2 separate regions of the Mus musculus genome follow, and region 2 is linked to region 1. The links are chromatin contacts, called in public promoter capture Hi-C maps. All regions are on one chromosome and are shown on one strand. Each heading gives the region's core, a stretch centred on a gene start, on an enhancer-like site or on the middle of the called end of the contact. The rest is flanking DNA. Distances are from core to core; before and after follow the strand shown.

Region 1 (6,751 bases), core at 1,340-3,839:
AGAAGCTCGCAACAAAGGCCAAACAAGAATCAGAAATCCAATCCTCCATAATCAATGAAGACATCTTCCAGATTTATAAGCCATTTCTCTACTACAAAGCAAAAGTGTGTGCTAAGTAAGTATAAGTAACACTGAGTTACAGCCAAGCCCTGGGATGAGTGCCGCAGCGGCTGTCCACACTCACTCACAGGCTCATCATTCAAGCCAGTGGGCCTGAGGTATGGGCAAAAGGCTTGTCTAAAGTTGCCGTTTGGATAGTTGGCCAAGCTGCTACCTAGCCAGGTCCATTCTGCCTTCATACACGGCAGGCAACATAAGCCTGGTTTGGCCTCACATATCTGTGGCCTTTTGTTGTTGTTGTTAGAATATATTTTCTTCATGGCAATTTTAACCCTAGGGGATGAAAACTCATTTGAGAAAGTTACTCATTTTAATACCATTTGAAATAAAGTATGGTTAGAAAAGCAAAAGCTTATAACTTTTTAAGAAGTGCTAAGGGGATCATGCTCAGGCCATCAACGCCTGTGTCTGGATTCTGTCCTCGATTGGGTATCCCCAACTTCTGCAAGATTAAAATATTTTCTATCAAAAAGTGCTCAGGATACCTAGCCAACTTAGGTATCCGAGTATTCCCTGAGATATGTTTTAATTGCAATGTAAAACTATAGGATCTACTTTAATACGGCGTGCTAGGAAACGAAGGGGGGATGCTGATGGGTTTGGGTAACTAGCATGGTAGGCTGTTAATGTTTACTTGCATAAGCATCCACATACACTAAGAGCTAAGATACTCACAGCCGTAGCTCTTCAAAGGTTTTCACCGAGTAGAGTGGAGAGCTGGGATCCTTCTGTAAGACTTCCACTCGGTGGCTGGATTCTATTAAGGACTGACGGATTAGCTTGTTTAAGAGTGAATTGGCTGCCAAATCCACTAAAAAAAAAAAAAGGCAAAATCACAAGAGGACATCAAACCTCCCGGATGACAGCTAATTAACTGTTATCTCCTACTGAGCAACAGTACATATCAACCAACAGCAGCTTGTTCTCATCTTCCTGACAAAAGGAAGTCCGAGAAGGAATGCCACAGCACCGAGGATTCCCTCCTTTTACCAAGACCCAGTTTCTTATGCTCTGTTGTGCAAACCCTTGACCACGTGCAGACCGACATCTAATTGCAATATCTTCCTAGCCAAACCGAAAATTCTTAATCTACACCTTGCAGTTTTCATTTCAACGTAGTCTAAAGGAATGCACCCCCCTCCTAATTCAGTACTCCCCCCCCATAGTATTCATTCAAAAAGAAAACAAAGATAGTGCTTTCCCAAGGAAATTAATCCTTTTAGCACAGTCAAAGCGATGGTAAACCAAGCAGCAGAGCTAATAGGTACATTCAGTCGAGCTTGTCTCCTACCTACATCGTCTTCATCATCATCATCATCTTCCGTGTTAAGAGAGCCGTCTATGAGGGTAAAAGGGAAAATAAGAAGCATAAAGAAAAATGTTGAGTGGAAACATACAATGCATTCTCAGAACGTCTCACAGACGCTACAGTGTATGCAAACAGAGCCATCTCCTGCAAGAGTAAAGCGATGTGCCTGAGGAGGTGGAGGATTTTCAGTGGAGAGGAAGGAAGCCAAAGCTATTTCATGGCAGATACATGGGGAAAGCAAAGGTGTTAATTAAGCCAGTCTTGCTTTAGCCTAACAACACTCACCTATGTTTGGGACTGTGGTACTCCTAATACCACGAAGGTTCTTCCTGGGATGGACGAGATTTGAAAACTATTGAAAGGCACAAAATTCAACCAAGGTTAGGAAGCAGGACATCAAGCAAGAAGCATGGCGCTATCCTACAGCAAGGGGAGGGAAGACCACCTCAAACTGCTTCCTTTGCAATGTTAAGGGTTAATGATTTCATTATAAGAATCTGTGTAATTGTATGAATTCTCATATAATAGAATGGGGGCTTCCATAGTCTCTCTTTATAAGGGCTCTTAGTTTGAATATGGGCAGCATCTGGGTGATGGGTGGTTTACAACTACAAGGGGAAGGTGGCTATGAAGATGAGAAGCCTGCTAAATGGTCAAAACCAGGATAGGAGAAAACTCAGTACAGATAGGACTAGCAGCTGCGCACTCTCTCTGTATTTCCTGAGGGGGTCTCTGCCCTTTCAAATCAAAGGTCGGTCCTTTCTGGGAGTCTCCTTTTCTGTGGCCTTTCCAGCCCAGCCCCCCATCACTTGACACCCCCCATCACTTGACACCCCGCTCTAAACGCCGGCCGGGCGCTCCCCTTCCCAGGGGACTTCCCTCGGGAGTCCCTGTTCTAGCCCCCGCCCCTGGGCCCTCCCCTGCTCAGCGGCAGTTACGTGGCTGTTCAGCCGCTCGCTCTCCGCCGCCCCGGCGTCGCCTCCCCAAAGTAACGACGCCATAGCTGCGGTCTCCGCTCTCGCCCCTGGCACGTGCTGCCACCCCCGCGCGGGGCAGCGCCGGCTCGGCTCAGTGGCCAATGGTCAGGCTCCGGGACCGGCGTCCGCCTCGCGACCACCCGTGGCGCGGCGCAGTGCGCAGGCGCGGGCCCGGCGCGGGGCGGGCGGAGGGAGAGAGGTGCGGGGCGCAGCTGTGCGGGACACCCGCGAGCTTTCCGTTTGACCAGCCGGCCATCCGCACAGCAGAGAGAAAGTGGGCACGGAGGCGGTACACACACCGCGCTGCAGGCTCTCGTGCGGGTATCTCTCCCGACAGCCCCGCTTGGGCATCACCAGGTGTGAGGTTGCACAGTGGAGGGAGAGATGGGCTTGACCAGAGGTTCAGAAGGAAAACAGAACTCAAGTGCGGACATGTGTCCAGGATACCTGTGATGTGCCCACATACACGCATATTTTAATTTTTATTCTAAGGAGGGGTCTCCTTTTAAAGCAATCTGGACCACCACTATCTATATCTATGACATGTATTGCACAGCTCTGGGGTAGCTCTTTGGTCCAACCTTATGCTAAGTTTGGACCAAAGAACCAGGATTTTCAGTTTTCTGACTGGAATTTTAAGACTTGGGGCAACATTTCTATAATTGTCAAAAGCAGAAACTCAAAACTGGAGCCATGATCTCTCCGTGGTGCTGAAGCAGAATTCCTTGGCCCTGTTCTGTCGCAATCTTTCAGTGTTTTCAGGTCAAAGCATTTCCCTTTAACCCTTACATTTACATTCTAGTAGTAAATGTTTCGACTCTCAAGGTTAAATTTCTGTTAATTAAACGATGTTGGGACAGGATCTTCAATCTCTTAGTTTTCATATAGGATAGCCAGCATTTGAAAATCTTTTTTTCTCATTTTAGACCAGACTATATTTCTCGTATTGGCTTGCGGTAAAGAGGAAGCTGCATCAGAAACCTGCGCATGCGGTGGGCTTCGGCTAAAAGCCCACACCGTGCCTTCCGAACTACATTTCCCAGAACCGTCGGCGCACGCTTGGTGAAGCCGCGCATGCTTACTGAAGACGGAAAGCCATAGCTTCCGGCTAGCCGCATGGCCGCCTACTGAGGACCGGAAGGTGAGTTAAACTCTGAGTTGGGCATCTTTGAGTTCTAGAGAGGAATGAACAGATGGAGGCTGAACTGCTACCTTCTGCCCTGGTATTTAAGTGTTTAAGAAGGCCTTGGTGTATGAAATGGGACTTAGGACAACGCATATCGTGTCGTGCCTGGAACTTCTAGCAGCTAGGAAATCCCATCGGCGGGGCTTAGAGTCTGTAACTAGTTTAGAGGGCCTCTACTACATCAAAATTGCTCAAATATGAACAGTGGAAGCCCATTAATTATGCTATGGAAGGAAGGGGTGGCGGGAAACTTTGGGTTTTGTTTTACACAATTCTTTTCAGAGTTGATTAATGGTCGTAGCGCGTCTCAAACCCTTTATTACAAAGGAAATGTGTACCCTCGCCATATACATTTAAACATTTAAAGAAGTTTCGTACATTTAGGGCGTGCTATTTTAGGGTGAAAGCTTGGTGCGCCCAGGAATTCCCTTTGTGGGTATTTGGTTACCCCCACACTGTATCTGCCAACCTTCTGAATTTCACTTATAAACCTAGTGTGCTGGAGCAAACAGTACTGGGCCAAGAGTCTTGGGAGTCATGACTTTAAAAATAATCTGCCTGGTGACTGGATTTACCTAGCCCAATTCATGCTTATAGGGATACTTAGTCAACTGGAACACTTGAAAAACCTTTTGATTTTTGTTATTTGAACTTTGAAGTCCCCACTCAAATGTTTTGAAAAGCTGATAGACTTTTAATCCTGCACCTAAGACTTGAGTTTTAACTATTCCCCGTGCTCTACATGTACGACAAATCTGGCTGTTTGATTTACAACATATTTGTACCACTTACTATGTATTCCCAGGCATTTGTGGCATAGTTCTGGCTCTGATACACCACTGAGTTTGCAGTTTTTACTTTCGTGGAGTGAGTGTACTAAGTCGAGTCCCGATTATTTTTCTTCTTGATGTGTCTAGCAATGGGTGGAACTGGGTAAATGTATTCTATCGATAGCATTAAATGGTAAGAAAATGTTTTAGCAGCTAGTAATTGCCAGTGCTGATCATGGTTCAGTGTTTTTCCTTCTTGAACAAGCACTCTGCTTTCAGGCCTAAGTTTAGTGCTTGAAATAGAAAACGGATTTTTAGCTACTCCTTACTGGACTCTCAAGATCTATGCCCAGTCTAGTTCATTTTTGTATCTGTCTTCATGTCAGGCTGTGTACAAACAAAACCTTTTTTGGATCAGAGGGAGAATCACAGCCTAGATCTAAGGTCTTCTTATATTGGGAAGTATTTAAAACAAGGTTCAAACTCCTCATTTTCCAAAATTCTTTAATAGATTAGCTTAATCCTAAAAAAAGAAAAAAAAAAAAAAAAAAAAACAAAACCCAAAAAACAAACCACAGTTTACAAGTTGTTTCAAAATGGCACTTACTTTGACAAAATCCAAATTCCAGTAGTTTTCCACCCCCCTCACAATTGCTGTATTTGAGAATTAGAAATTCAAGTGGTGTATTATATCTATGTGACATACCAACAACCCTCGGAAGAACCAGTGAAGTCCTTATTCTGTGTTCTGCCTGCTTTTCAAGGCAATTATATTTGAAGGAGAGATAAAGAACTAGGTTATCCTAACTCTTTTGGTAGGAGAGACATGTTTTTTAAAGACTTAAGAAGGAGAAAGCGGGAAGGGAAGCTTCTTGGGCATGACACCATTTGCAAGGTCACAACGCACACCCCACCGAAGGGCAGATCTTTTCTTCTCAGTTGGCACCAGGTAATTGTTTGGAACATACACATGTTGAGGCTTGGACGGAGGTTCTGTTCGGGAAAGCATTTGCCCTCGGACACTCCAGCGTAACTCCTTTCTATGATCTTCACCAGGAAACCGCATTGAATCCCAGTCTCTTTTGTACTCAAAATATCTGGCTACTCGGTCTATCTTGCCCCGGTTTCGGCTTAACTGATCCAGTCTGGGGAGAATAAAGGACTTGGGTCTGCTGGCAACAATCAAGTCTTGTTCATAAACAGGAGGGTCCATTTCTTCTCTTTGTAGATAGCAAATGAGCTGATCTTCTTGTGAAATTCCTTGGTATTCACATGGTAGGTTAAATTTTTGTGAAGTGACAACTGGGGATTCTGTACCTTCTTGGAACTGTAAGTTCATGAACCTGTGTCTCAAGTCCCAGAGACCCAAATCACTTTCTGTTCCAGATTCACATTCACTGATAACAGACTCATCTGTCACTAGCACTTCCCCGTCTGGCTTTCTTCGCAGCACCTTCCTCTTCATCACTGGTTTTCTGCATTTTTGGGAAGTCTCTGACACCGTGGATGAAGTGACACGGCTTGCTGTATGTGGGAAGTGCAGGTGCATAGGAAGAGCCGGTCTCTTTCCTGGGGTTACTGAGGCTTTACTGTAGGGATCATACTGGCCAGCCTGGGCTTCTCTCCGTGAATCTCCTTCACCCTGCCCTGCACAGATCCGTGTAAATGCTGTAGCAGCAGCTAACATTCGTTCTTCAGGATCCATATTGGCCCATTTTTGTCCACCAGGTCCTATCAGTTGCTTCATTGCTTCCGGTACACTATAAGCTTGTCTGTAAGAGATAATATTGGTCAGTTTTCTACCTAATTGCTTGTGCTTGTCTTGATCTTAGTTGAATGGAAAATGGCAAATAGCTGTGGTAGAGATATATCTATTTCTTACACTCATTTCTACTCATTTCTTACACCTTCTATTGCCTTATCACACATTTAGTGGTTTCTATGATTGAGTTCTGCATGTAAAGCTTGAGACTACATTTAATGGATGGATCATGATGCTTGGTGAACATTATATAATATGCTTAGAGAATGCTTTATTTATTTGGCCTTACTCTCAGGTGTTTTATTAATCTGTGTAATCCTTATATTTTAGGCTTAGTTCCTTTTCACAGGAAGCTCCAAGAAGTTAACTTTCCAAAAGGTATATAGCTAGTAAATAGCAGAGCTGGAATTGTAGCTCAGGCAGTCTGAATTACACTTAGTTCTTGCTTTTATTCCTAAGTGATACAACCCGAACATCAAAAGACTAGCATTATGAGGTATATACATGCACACAACACACATCAGAATGCATATACTCCAAGATAAATCTGTTCTAATAAAAATAACTTGAATATACATTATCTTCAACACCCAGGGGTTGATTTCCTGAGTAGATTTAAGGTAGTAA
Region 2 (6,200 bases), core at 1,143-3,642, 2.1 Mb after region 1:
TTAATCTAGGGAGTGTTAAATTATTTTTATAACACTTATGATACTTTCAAATGAGAAGAATCAAAATTTAAAGAAAACTGCAAATTATCCTCTCAGGAAGAACAGGCAGTGAGCTAGCAGGGTTGCCTGAGAATAGGGTCCTTCCATACTGCATCTGTGAGAAATACAGAGAGAATGGCAGGGTACTGAACTGTCACAGCCTGTTGCAAACAGTAAGAGCCGTACTTGCAACCACTGGCCTTATAAAGGCTTTCTGCACAATGACCATGATTTTTAATGTTCTTTTTTTCTTTTTTGTATGTGTGTATGTTTTCATGCTCCCGTGTGTGTGTGTGTGTGTGTGTGTGTATGTGTGTGTGTGTGTGTGTGTGTGTAGTGCTAGATATGTGTTTGCACGTACATGGTGGTCACAGGCTGAAGACATGTATATTCCTCAATCTTAAGTTTTACCATAATGAAATGCTTAGTTTATTTTAAAATTCCTATTTTTTTTTTTAAAAGAGCTTACTCTCTCTTTTCTCTAGAAGGTTCTCAAAATACGCTGCGGCAAAAGCTGGTATATTGTCCGGTTGCTCCCTCAGAATCTCCCGTGTCAGCCCTTCAAGAAGATTTCCAAATCCTTGTGGAATTCGGTAGTGGGTGTTGGAGAAAGGAATCGACATCTCCTCGGAAAGAATTGCCTATATGGTACCTAAAGATTCAGTAAAAAGTGCCTAATTTAAATTATATAATCACAAGTTTCACAAACCAACTCACTATCACGACTCAAATCATTTCTCAAACACACATACCATATTTTGGACTTTAAAAAGAAAAAAGTCACACAATCTAGGTCCTGGTGCTCTCTCTATCTCAGTAGATCTGAATCAAATCCACGCACATCCTATTGTGGCCGAAGTGAACTGACTCTCACAAAATGTTCTCTGACTTCCATAGGCTGACGACATCATGGAGGCCGTGCCCATACACATGCACATACTAAATAAATGAACACCAAATTCACCCCACCACGTCTATCCTTTTCTCCTAGAGTTTTGAATTCTACCACTGAACTATTTTGTTTGTTTTCTGAGACAGAGTCTCTCAACATAGCTCTGGCTGTTCTGTAACTATGTAGACCAGGCTGCCCTCTAACTCAGAGATCTACCTGCCTCTGTCTCCCAAGTGCGGCGATTAGAGCCAGCCTGGTGGATAAACACTATGCTTTGTGAATTATAGTATCATAAATCCAGATCCATTAAATTAGACAAATACATATTTTCAAAGTTAGAGAACCACAGTTTTCACTAGATTAAGTACTTTGTTTTTCTGTCCTTAAGAGGTGAGGGTAGATGTTGCAAGCCCACAGTATTGAAGAGACAATGATTGCTGAGAAGCTGGTATAAACAATCCCCTTTACATTGCTGAGAAGAAACTATTTCAAGTGCAGTACTTGGGAGGCAAGGGTAGGTGGGTCTTTGTGAGTTCAAGGTCAGCCTTGTCTACAGGGTGAGTTTCCGGACAGCCAGGGGCTAAACAGAGAAACCCTGCCTCAAAAACCCAAAAATCAAACAAATAGCAAGCAAGCAAACAAAAATCTAGTCGTTCTAGAAATTATTATAATTTGTTGAATAGTTTCACTTGTTTTTCAGCCCCAACTTTTGAAGCATGTTCTCAAGTGCCTCTGCTTTCTGATGAGGGATTGTGAAAGGGGAGGTCGTGTATTTGGGAGTCAGCTTTTGATGTTTGGGGAATCTTATTTTCTGGTTTTCTCAGGCCTTCTTTTATCTTATTATTCGAGGACTGGCTTAAAGGTGGCTGACATAGGATTTGATTATTGAGAAAAGAGAGCTTCGGGTCTGGGCGTGTGCTCCCTCTGCCTCCCCCAAGAAGCACAAAGGCGGCGCTGGTTGGGGTCGAGGCTGGAGGACTAGAGGTTTAACAAGGCCTAACCTGTGGAGTCTCTTCCCTTTCTCTCTTTTGGCCACAAACAGCAGATTAGATATCGAATCTTGAGAGCTGTGTAAAGCCCTGAACCGGGCGGGGGAGGACAGGCTGTCGAGGGGAAGCAGGTCAAACCGTGGGCGGGACGCCAAAGACCTAGCGTTCCAGATTCTCCGAGAAAGGGCTTGCCAGGCTCTCTGTCTGGTCCAGGAGTTGCGGGAGTATTGGAGATGCGGAGAGACTACGGCACGAAGGAAAATGGCGAAGCCTCCACATTGGAGAGGGAGTGGGGGAAACTGCCTCACCTCTTCTTTCTCTTCAAGCTGGTGCGGATGGTTCCAGTGTTTTATCTCGTTGCTGGGTAACCGTTTTTTTTTTTCTTTTTTCTTTTTTCTTTTTTTTTTAACTACGGAGGCCGGGAGGGGAGCGCCCTGCGCCGCGCCGCGCCGCGCCGCTGATGGTTTCGCGTACTGAAGGCTTGAGGGTGGGGCCCGATAGGTAGACCCTCCCAGGCCCCGCCCACTACGCAAGACCACGCCTCTGCCCTGTCCCCGCCCCCGCATAGGGGCTCTTCCTGAATTCGGCGGGTTAATCAGGATCTTCACAAACATGGTTTCCCCGGGGCCTGTGTTTGGGATAGTGCTGCTCATAATCGCGCGAGTCAGCAGAAGTGCAGGTGAGGTGTCACAGCTGTGCCGGACCCTTGCCTTTCAGATCTTCTGCAGGATCATGGCATGCGTCCCCTTTAAAGGTCTGGTTTGAGTCAGAACTGGACTTTTCGCACCTAGTTCTGGCTCAAGGTACTGTTGGGCCCATCTACTGCCTTTTTCATGCAGGGTACCTCATTTGCAGCATAGGAGGCAGGGAGAGACTTCGGTTTACCCATTGGAATAGGCTCCAGAGTCCCCAGACCGAAGCCTTGAGGAGAGCTCAAAGAGAAGGGGGCGAAGCTTAGTTAGATAATATTTGGAAACAGGTGTCTGAGTCATCCAAAATACTTCAACACCTGCCCCCTCAGTAGTGCCCTTGGGGAGGGCTTCTGTCGGGATGGGTGCCTTGAGGGAATTAAATTTTACTAGTTTCTAAGTGGTTATTAGGGCTAAGAAATACAACCCCCTCACTAGCTCAGAATAATTTAAGGTTCAGCTCTGAATTTTGATACAGCCTAAGAGATACTAGTGGAGGGGTAAGACTCATCACACTGGAGAGGGAGCTATTTCACACTGGCCATTGTGCAGGTCAGAGCTTGTCATCTGACTAACCTGAGCTGGACATTGCCCTCTGCATGGAGATATCAAAAGATAGGAATCTATTCACTTAAAGTAAAAGGTTACTGCTGGAGCCACCCACCCTTCTTTTCTTTGTATCACTGAAAGAGTGGACCTCATCCATAGACTGTCAATAAATGAAATTTGGGGGGGGGGATGAGAATATAGCTCAGTGATAAAGCTCTTGGCTGGAGTGCTAGGAATTTGTGGTCCCATTACCATTATCCTCACAGCAAAAATGAAATTGCAATTCCTTTGGAATTAGATGACGTTGATTCTCATTCTGTCATAAACTACCTTCTGAGGCCTGTCAAGGACATTACTGTCTTCTTTCTTAAGAACTCTGCTACACGAGTAAGCTCCTAGTAGATTGTAAGATCCTTGGCAGCAAGAATTTTTATCTACTATTGGAATTATTTTTCCTTCCAGGGTTGCAGTCTCAATGTGTAAAGTACTAGGTATCATTAAAGAGATATTCATTGAATTCATAGCTGTTCTAATTATTCTTTAAAATTGCTTAATCTATTTGTGCTCTAGTCCCTTGATGGGTAATGTGGTTAGGTTATATCTCTTCATCGGTAGTAACACAATTAACACGTTTATTATAAAGATAATTTCCACCTCTAAATTTTTTTTTTCTCACCATAAATCCATTCACAAAGAGCTTCTATAACTGAATGTTGGCAAACACAGAAGGGCTTGGGAAGGCATTCCCCATCCTATGGACTGCAACATTGTTGCCCATGTAAGGAATATTTTCTTCACTCTGTTCTTCCAACTCAAGTCTTCTCTTTGCTTAGCTCTTATTTATGCGTTTACTTTTCAGCTTTTGTTCTGTATCTACCCAAGACAGGGCCCTCCCACACATATGCCTCCCGGTTTCCCCAGCAGGCTGCCATCCTGCTTATGCAATTCTGGGATGTTGTGGTTCCAGAGTATTTTGCTCATGGTACATGCTTCTTGAGGTTGTTAAGCTTTCCGGATAATCCTTGATTGCCATGTAGGCTTCCTGATCGAACTAGCTCCGGAGTGAGAAAGAAAACTGAGGATTTTTAGGGTTAGCCTGTAACTTAAAAAGCAGTATTAATAGGCCACCAAGCTTGTGAGGGGACCCCCATTAGCTCGACTGCCCTGTTAAGTATAGCCTAAGGGGCCTGCCATCTTTTGTAGCTTTCAGCAAGGAAAATGTCAGCTTTGTTAATTCTAATTCTCTTCCCTGTCTATCACTTTTATTAAAAACAAAAAACCAAAAACCAACCAAACCAAAACAAACCAAAAAGCCCTTAATTTTGTAAAATATTTTCTTTGTAGGATTTTTAAAAACTCTCCCCTGCTGAGACAAATTGGGATGATTTTATGATTTTCCTACTTAAATTTCTATGAGCTCACTGGGATCATTTGGATCAATGCTTGTTATTTAAAAAGTTCTCCGATATAGGCTATGAGTTAAAAATAGAAAAGATCTCGTTAAAGTGAATTCTTATTCAGTCTTGTTAGTGATTCTTAGCACAGAATCCAATATGCAAGTGTGCCTCCTCTTTTCTTTGCTTGTGAAATGGTGACAAGACTTTTTCTCAGAGATTTTTAACCTTCTGTCTCTCCACGATCGTATTTTTGTCTCCTGACTTATCTGAGCTTACTGGAAAGGAAACATTTTCACAGTCGTAAGTGTGGTAAACCAGGTCATCAAAGACAAAAAGCAACAAACAAAACCAATCAACAAAATTACATCATCATCAACAACAAAATAAACCCTCAAGAGAAAACACTTGAAGGGGTTTGGCATTGATAGGATGGAGAGGAGGAGCCAAAGATGGGTACAGCAACATTAGAGGACCTATGAGCTACTAGGAGTGGGCACAGTGATGGAGAGTTAGGGAAGGAAGTGCCTTGTTTTTCTTATCATCACCATCTGTGAGGTGCATGGAAGGTTCATTTTAGTGACTTGAGAGAGGAATGTTAAATTCTAGAGCCAAGTTTTAGAGCAAGGGTTGGCCAAGAACTGTGAAGGGGAAGGAAGGAGAGCATGTACATTAGTTGTTATCTTGGGTTCTAAGTTTCTCTTAATGGTCATGTTCTGCTGTGATACATATTGTTGGAAACTGTTCTTATTATGTTGTTTATTTAATCTGGAGCAACTGGACCCGGTTTTGGAAGATTAAAAGGCTTAAGTGGGCTCATATTCTTTAGTATAGGGACTATATGTTACTTCCTTTTACCGGATCCACATGATGCTGAATCTCCTGATTATGTTCTCCTAAGTGCTTGTTGATATTTATAGGTATTGGTTTTCGCTTTGCTTCATACATCGATAATTACATGGTGCTGCAGAAGGAGCCTTCAGGGGCTGTGATCTGGGGCTTTGGTACACCTGGAGCCACAGTGACAGTGACCTTGTGCCAAGGTCAGGAAACCATCATGAAGAAAGTGACCAGTGTGAAAGGTAAGGCAGCCCATTCTCTGTTCAGTTATTGTCCTCTTCTGCCACCTGCTGGATTATCTGAAAATGAATGCTTATGGCTCCCCCTCAAGTTGTCAATCCATCCATCCATCATCCATCCATCTGTTCATCCATCCATCATCCATCCATCCATCCATCCATCATCCATCCATCCATCCATCCATCCATCATCCATCCATCCATCCATCCATCCATCCACCCATCCATCCATAAGAGTTATTTGAGATACTATGTGGGTAAACACTAAAGATACCACAAATGGTAACAAGGCTCAAAGTTCCCTTCACCAAGGGGCTCATTGAACAGAACAAATTATGTAGTCGTTGGATGAACACATAAAATATCTGTGGACTTCCAAGAGCTAGAGAAGACATCCACCTCAGTCTGGTTGCTATGGAAAGTTGTCACAGAAGATGATAGTTGAGGCAGGCAGTCTAGAGGTGAGAGGGTGGCTCAGAGGTTAAGAGCTCTTGCTGTTCTTGCAGAGGACCTGGGTTTAGTTCTAGCATGCACATAGGGTGACTTATAATTCTGTGTAACCTCCAGCT

The links. Promoter capture Hi-C pulls out the DNA fragments that hold promoters and counts their contacts.
Region 2: a contact with region 1 is called in a promoter capture Hi-C map of liver, with 4 times the contacts expected there. The contact joins the promoter of Spa17 here to the promoter of Pus3 in region 1. A contact is called at or near these places in 7 of 39 promoter capture datasets (the 3T3-L1 cell line, cranial neural crest, hippocampal neurons and 3 more), 2 of 484 Hi-C or Micro-C datasets (CD4 T cells and CD8 T cells), 1 of 115 datasets of contacts at active chromatin or transcription factors (astrocytes) and 2 of 9 other capture datasets (adipose tissue and liver).

What each region holds. Positions count from the first base shown.
Region 1 is chr9:35,555,971-35,562,721 of GRCm38.p6, forward strand. It overlaps Pus3 (pseudouridine synthase 3), which reads left to right and starts at 2,590. Exons shown (of 5, transcript NM_023292.5): 1 at 2,590-2,763; 2 at 3,333-3,547. Ddx25 (DEAD box helicase 25) reads right to left here and starts at 2,500. Exons shown (of 12, transcript NM_013932.4): 1 at 2,368-2,500; 2 at 1,715-1,781; 3 at 1,412-1,459; 4 at 796-931. The coding sequence starts at 2,430. Hyls1 (HYLS1, centriolar and ciliogenesis associated) reads right to left here. Exons shown (of 4, transcript NM_029762.1): 4 at 4,851-6,134. The coding sequence ends at 5,204.
Region 2 is chr9:37,611,328-37,617,527 of GRCm38.p6, forward strand. Spa17 (sperm autoantigenic protein 17) reads right to left here and starts at 2,393. Exons shown (of 5, transcript NM_011449.2): 1 at 2,229-2,393; 2 at 509-691. The coding sequence starts at 662. It overlaps Siae (sialic acid acetylesterase), which reads left to right and starts at 2,494. Exons shown (of 10, transcript NM_011734.4): 1 at 2,494-2,599; 2 at 5,473-5,634. The coding sequence starts at 2,533.